Regions from separate parts of the Pan troglodytes genome. Here region 2 is linked to region 1. Evidence: chromatin contacts called from public Hi-C data. All regions are on one chromosome and are shown on one strand. Each heading gives the region's core, a stretch centred on a gene start, on an enhancer-like site or on the middle of the called end of the contact. The rest is flanking DNA. Distances are from core to core; before and after follow the strand shown. Region 1 has its middle 89 kb from the start of CYRIA. Region 2 overlaps CYRIA (CYFIP related Rac1 interactor A).

What was found. Hi-C and Micro-C count contacts between places; a contact is called where the count stands out from the background.
Region 2: a Hi-C map of induced pluripotent stem cells shows a contact between it and region 1, with 5 times the contacts expected there. The contact joins two enhancer-like sites. A contact is called at or near these places in 5 of 7 Hi-C or Micro-C datasets (blood, induced pluripotent stem cells, a lymphoblastoid cell line and 1 more) and 1 of 1 other capture datasets (stem cell-derived neural stem cells).

Annotation. Positions count from the first base shown.
Region 1 is chr12:106,125,501-106,128,666 of NHGRI_mPanTro3-v2.0_pri, reverse strand. No RefSeq gene overlaps it. Among named protein-coding and RNA genes, the nearest start is that of CYRIA, 89 kb to the left of the region's middle. Within about 2 kb of position 1,291, at least 7 of the 24 cell types and tissues checked have an H3K27ac peak or open chromatin away from gene starts, as enhancers often do. A contact at or near this core is called in induced pluripotent stem cells, where this site is marked.
Region 2 is chr12:106,262,787-106,266,152 of NHGRI_mPanTro3-v2.0_pri, reverse strand. The region is part of intron 2 of CYRIA (CYFIP related Rac1 interactor A); the gene reads right to left. Among named protein-coding and RNA genes, the nearest start is that of CYRIA, 48 kb to the right of the region's middle. Within about 2 kb of position 1,797, at least 7 of the 24 cell types and tissues checked have an H3K27ac peak or open chromatin away from gene starts, as enhancers often do. A contact at or near this core is called in induced pluripotent stem cells, where this site is marked.

The DNA.
Region 1 (3,166 bases), core at 42-2,541:
GCTTATTTTTCCTCTGTTGATATTGTTGCCAGGCGGTGATCCTCATTTGCTGCCTCCTTTCTATCCTGTGGCCACGGCCCTAAGTCAGGCTGCATCGACTTTCGGCAAAGCTCCTACCTGTGAGTCTGGCTCTGGTCTGATCCCATGCAGCCTCCCAACCCATCTCTGCATCAGGGTGCAGCCATGCCACTCTCCTAAGCTGTTTGATCCCTTCCTTCTCCAGCTGAAAGCCCTATGATGACCAGATAACTATCATTGCTCTGGGATAATGCAGAGCTACGGACCACTCCATACACCGGGTCTATGTGCTTCCTACCTCCCCGGCTCCTCCCTGCCTCTGTGGTATCTAACTCTTCTTTTAAAATCTAAGTCCCAGCTACCCCAATACATGTTCAGCCCCTCCAAACCCCGACTCTCTCATGGCCATGCCTTTTTCCCACTGCCCTCCTACATGGATAGAGCCCTCATCCTCCTAGTGTCCTCCTGCAATGCTTGGCTCACGTGTCAGTTGTTATATGAGTCTTCCTGACCGGCCCGAGTCTCTGTGGGAATTAGGTTGAGCCACTCCAGCCTCGGTGGACCCTCCTTAGACTGTCCTGTCACCTGTAGAGCCCTGTCACCCCTTTTTATGGACCTATCTGTCTGCCTGCTGGTCAGAGAATTCTGGAAGGCGGCATCAGCTCTGCCTGAGGCACAGGACACCTGGCACAGATGAAGGGTTAAGTGGATGTTTGTTGAATTTGTCAGAGAGCGAGAACAAATCTCGAGTGCGATGGTCCCTGCTCATTCCTCTCTCCAGCCCCTGCCTCCATGTGCCTCTTGTAGAGACAGCTGCAGGGCCCGCAGGCCAGAGCCCCTGGGTCAGAGCAACAACTGCCTTGTGTTTTCTCCAAAAATGAAGATTGCAAAATCCTCGTGGCCTCGAGTTCACAGCTGTGGAAAGAAACTTCACGAGGTGACGGTGGGGTCAAGGGGCCCGGGTGGGGACGTGGGGACCACAGGGCAGGAATGAGCACCCACGGAGAAACGCAGTCCCCACCCCTTCCACCCCCTCAGGTCTGGCTGTATAAACTCGGAGAGGAGGCTGCTCTTCTCAGCTTTTCCCACGTTTCAGTTTTCTCTACATCTGGTTATGTAGCAATGCCTTCTCATCCCCTGAGAGCTAGCACCCCAACATATTTACTGAACATCGGTCTGGGTTATTTGCGTGTCATCAAGCTCCAAGGGCATTCAAATGACCTTCTGGAGGATACACAGTGCCTTGGGGAACGGCGCCACCTGGTGGTCACTCGGAGTTAATAACCACATTCTAGGGCGAGGAAGCCTAGAGCAAACTGGAGGGACCAGGTGGAGGCTCAGATTAAACAATTCCTGCTGCCGCTGACACATCTGTTCCATGGTGACAGAGCTGAGTGTGTGTCCCTGGCTAGAGGCAGTGATTGGACAAGGATGGTCAAAATGTATCCTTCTGGAATCTGAGCGCTGAAGGGTGGTTTAGAGACCAATACGATCCCAACCATTCATTTCTCAGATGGGCAAACTGCAGTCCAGAGGGGACAGAGGTTACCTAAGGTCTTTCAATAAATTAGTTGAAGAGGTGGGGCAATAACACAGGTTTCTGGGCTCCTTGTCTGATACTCCTCCATTCTAGCACTTCAGAGCACCTCACGGTGATGTCCGTCCTTTATTTTATTTTATTTTTTAATTTGAATTGCTGCTTTAGACGAAAAAGAAGGCCAACCCCCCGCTGCCATATACATCTTCTCTTTCCTAAATTCATATCACTTGGTCCCGACACCAGTCTTCCTTCCTCCAGGAAGTTTTCCCTGAGCAGTTGGAAATCCTCCTTCGGAAGCTCCCAGGCAATCTACCCGATACTGACAGAGGGACTGAAGTTGACTCTGGGATATGGTGTGCACAGACACAGCCTTGCCCCCAGCAGCTTACAGTCTAGTGGGGAGAGACAAGTGACAAACACACAGACAGACAGATAGATGCAGAAATGATGGATGGATAATTTCAGGTACTAACGAGGGCTTTGAAGATGATAAATAGGGCACTGTGATAAAGAATGGCTTGGAACGGAGCTATGTCAGCTAGAGGGAATGGGAGGCTGGTCTGAAGAGGGCTTAGCTGTGGAGGACAGGGAGAAGGTGGTTATTATGAGGGGAGAGCACTCCAAACAAGAAGAACAGTAAGTGCAAAGGACCCAAGACTGGAATGAGGTTGGCAGGTCCAAGACACAGAGAAGGCTGGAGAGATAGCCAGCTAGCGGGCAAGACAGAAGTCGAAGATGATGGGATCAGAAAAGACAGGGAAGGCTGGATCTGGAAGGACTAGTTGGGTTTGTATGCTGCTTGCAATGGGAGGTCATCAGTAGGCGTAGGCGGAGAGTGGCATGATCTTATGTATACCTTAAGTGGTTCGCATGCGCACTAATGCTTAGGAACTCCTGATGTAATCCCTCAGCTCCTGCAGAAAGTCTTTTCTCACCCACCAAGTTAAGGAAGGTGTCCTTCATCCGACTCCTTGCGTTAACATCTTCATGCCTCCATCGCTGGGCCTACCACCTTGCTTTCGAATCAACTGTTTATATGTCTTTTTACTTCACTGGAAAGTAAGTCCAATATTCAGAGAGACAGCAGTACAAAGTCAAGATCCAGAACAGACTGTTGAGATGCAAAAACTCGCTCTACCACTTCGTAGCAGTGTGGCTTTGGACAACTTATTCATTCAGCGTGTCTTTGCTTCACTTTCTTTATCCGAAAAATGGGGCTAAGAGTATCTGCTGCATTGGACCGTTATTACAGTTAAATAATATATGAAAAAAATCTCATAACAATGGCAGGCACTATGTAATTACTCTATAAATAGTAGATATCATTTCTGGGTGTTTTCTCAGGCCTGCCATTAATAAGGTTGGTCCCAGAGTCTGTCAGGGCCTCTGGCTGTGGTGTGCATTGCTCATTGAATGGGGATATGGGACTACACAGGGAAGATTATTCCGGGATACAGTTTCTGGCCTTGGAAGAGAGAGTTGGCCTGCCAACAAATGTAAGAGGCAGAGATTGTTCTTAGCTTCATTTTATAGGCAGGCTCAGAAAGGGTAGTTTGCAAAGTGACCCAGGTATTAAGTATTAAATCCAGGATGCAAATATAGGTCTGT
Region 2 (3,366 bases), core at 548-3,047, 140 kb before region 1:
GCACCAAAAACTCTTTGTTGAACAATTCCTCTCTCCCCTTGGCTGGTTTCCCACTATCCCATTCACAATGACATCCTTCCCTACGTCACCCTTTGTCAACTCTCCAGCCTTCCCTGGCTCCCCCGGGCTCCTGCTTCCACACTGACTCCAGGCCTCTCACTCCCTCTGAGAGGACTCCTCGCTCAGAGGACCTTCCTGCCTCTGGACTCCTAAGACCTTTCCTTGGTTGTCTGAAGGGCACAGATGGTGTCACACACTAGGGATGTCTGCCGGGTGTTCATCCTGATATCTGTCAGGATGCTGGCCTCGGCTTTGCAACTCAATCATCCAGGAGATGCTTCATAAATGGTCAGCAAGTGTTTGAACCTACGTTGTACTGCAGACGCTTGCTTCTAATAGAAAATTCAACCGAGGCTTTAAGTCAAAATAAAAATTGCTAACAATCACAGAGTCCTTACAGTGCCCCAGGCACTTTTCCAAATGCTTGCCTGTATTAACTCAGGTAGTGATCCCAGAACCCTTACAAGGTTGGTGCTATTAGTCTTCTCATTTTAGAGATGAGGAAACTGTCCTGTGAAGAGGTTTGAAAACTTGCCCAAGAGCATCTGGCTCCAGAGCCTGGGCTCTTAACCGCAGCACTACAAAGGATTATATCAAGACCACAGTTAAAGCAAATCTTACCTGAAGCCCACTCACATATACAGTATTTGTTTTATGGGGGTCCTGAAACTAGCTATGTATGCCTCTGCAAATGTCATCAAGTTTCTAGGCTCCTTGTATTACACATTACAGCAACTGAAGACAATTGATAGATGGCTGTTCCCCTTCTTCCTTGATTTGCAGCATAGTCAAGCCTTTGGGTCTGGAGACAGGAAAGAGCTGAGGTATGAGAAAGGAGGTCCTAAGAGGAGCACCGATGACCAAGTGGGGTCCTTAGAGGAAACACTGGCCAAGTTGGTTTCAGCAGTCACGATTCTTCATAACTCCTCTGCCAGTGTGCACCTGGCCCCAACCCCCGGACTCTGCCTACTACCGGGTCAGTGCAGTCTCCATCCTGGGGCCAGTGTGCTGCCAGCTTACAGCTCCAAACAGAGAAAGGCAGGCTTGCCATCAGGCCTAGGCCAAAACCCCCTGCCAAGCCGGTTCTCCTAGATTCCAACCCAAAGCAGGAACAAAGACAGGGTTGGAAGAAGGAGAGAGGACTGAACATTGTAGCTGCGCCAGAGCTCTCAGCACAGGGCTGGTAGCTGCCTCATTAAGGCCTGCAGCCAGGAGGGTAGGGTACACGCTGAGCCCCTTTCACTCTGTGAGCCAGATCAGCTGTTGTCTGTTGAGGGCCGACAGAGGCCTTGCCTGCTATGAAGAGATGAGAGGTAATTTACCTCCCTCCAGCGGGGCTTCCTGTTGGTGGTGATTTAAGTGCAAACTCCACACCAGGGTCCTGCCAGGCCATGTGGGATTCAACAGCCCTCAAGGACTCTTTTGGGAGTTGGGTATCTTAAAGACAAGTTCAGAGATGGAAGAGGCTGCATGATCAAGCCCAATTCCCTCATAGTTACGATGAAGGGAGGAGGGCTGACCAAGGTTAACTGGTGACTCAGTGGCAGTTTGGATTAGAATCCAAGTTACCCCAGATATCATGGTCACTTTTTGGTTTTCTCCCTCTCTCCCTCTTTATTTATTTTTAAATCTGCATCCTTGTTGTACCAAGAAAGTGCCACAGAGGGGCAGCACTGTGGGGTTTTGAAGGAGAAAGGAACTCTTTCCAGCTGGGCTATCAAGTCAGGCTTCCTTGGGGAGGTAGTCTTTGGTGTGGATTCTGAGGACATGGAGGACTACAGAGCCCAGGCCAGGATGAGAGTGTGCTCGAAACTGCCTCAGTGCAGGAGCAGGGCAAGAGGATGCTGCCTCTAAAAAGAACACTGCCCCTTTCTCTCTTCACTCCCTCTTCCCAGCATCTTCTCTCTTTCTCTTTTTAAACAGTCCTTTTGAATTTCTCCTGATATAAAAGGGAATGCTCACTCCCCCCTGGGTGCAGCCAGGGTTTTGGAGAGAATGGGGTCAGAGAAAGCACTTGTTGAGGTCTACTTCTCCTTAGAGGAAGAAGAGAAGAGCCCCAGGTCATATGTCTGTCCCCAGCCCAGCCCATTAGGAAGAACAAATAGGGCCCCTAAGAACAAGAAACCAGAGAGCCCTGGCTGTAAGGAGGGCAAGTGATTCTAAATGCATTTTGGTAAAGAGCATGTGACAGAGCTGCCCTTGTCTCCAAAAGACTCCATCAGAGCAAAGCACCCACCCCAAAGCCCCTCGCTGTTGAGATGTTTATGCCAACTAGAACTGAGGCATGGTTAGGTTTAGAGATGACTCTGTAAGGAGGGATGGCTGCCCGGTCTCTAGAAGTAGAACCAGCTTCCTTGTAAGGTGGTGAGTTCCCCATCCCTGAAAGCATGTGAGCGGACACCCGAAGGGAAAGATGTAGCTTTCCGAGGGCTTCTAGACATATGCTGCTCTGACCTCACTGCTTGCCCGGTCCTGCATTTTGGAGTCCAGGTGAGATTCAAGTCCAAACACAATGCTTAGTTTCATAATTTCCTCCTTGGTCTGCCTGAAGCCCCATCGGCTTGCGGAGAGGGTGATACACAGCATGAACAGTGAAAGAGGGGACAATTAGACCAGAGTTTGGATCCTGATGTCCTCACAGCTGTGGGCTTTGGCCAAGCCATTTCCTCCCTGAGCTTCAGTCTCATCTTCTGTACCTGGTCCCAGGCTACCTCCTGGAGCTTGTGAACATCCAGTACCATGAAGTGCAGAGATCTTGGCACAACTGGGGAGGTGTGCAGGTGAAAGATTAAGTCTAGCCCATCCATTCATCTTGCAGCCAGCAGGGGTGATGGGAGGTCAACTGCACCATGCTCTGAGCTAGGTTCTAGAATAAATTCTACATAATGTACACATATATACATACACACATATATACCCATATATACACACACGTAGGTACATGCATATGTACATACACACGTACATAAAACCCTGTGTGTGTGTGTGTGCATATATAGATATATATATACACACACATATACATATTCCACCCCAAGAGTTCCACCCCAAGAGTTCCAAAGGGAAGGTAGCAGGGGAAATACAGTTTTCACTTAGAAGAAGCAGACTCAGGTCTCTGTAAAGCTGCATTTTACCACCAGAGAGCTATGGTGTAATCCATGCTGTTAAATCAGTGTTTCTGGATGATGAAGATGAATTCCTCCTCCTTTCTACTTCTTTTCTTGGTCCCCTTACCCTATTCTGCTCACTAACACCTCCATAGGGTCAGAGAAAAGATCAATTCAAATTAGTCAATTTGCTTCTTTT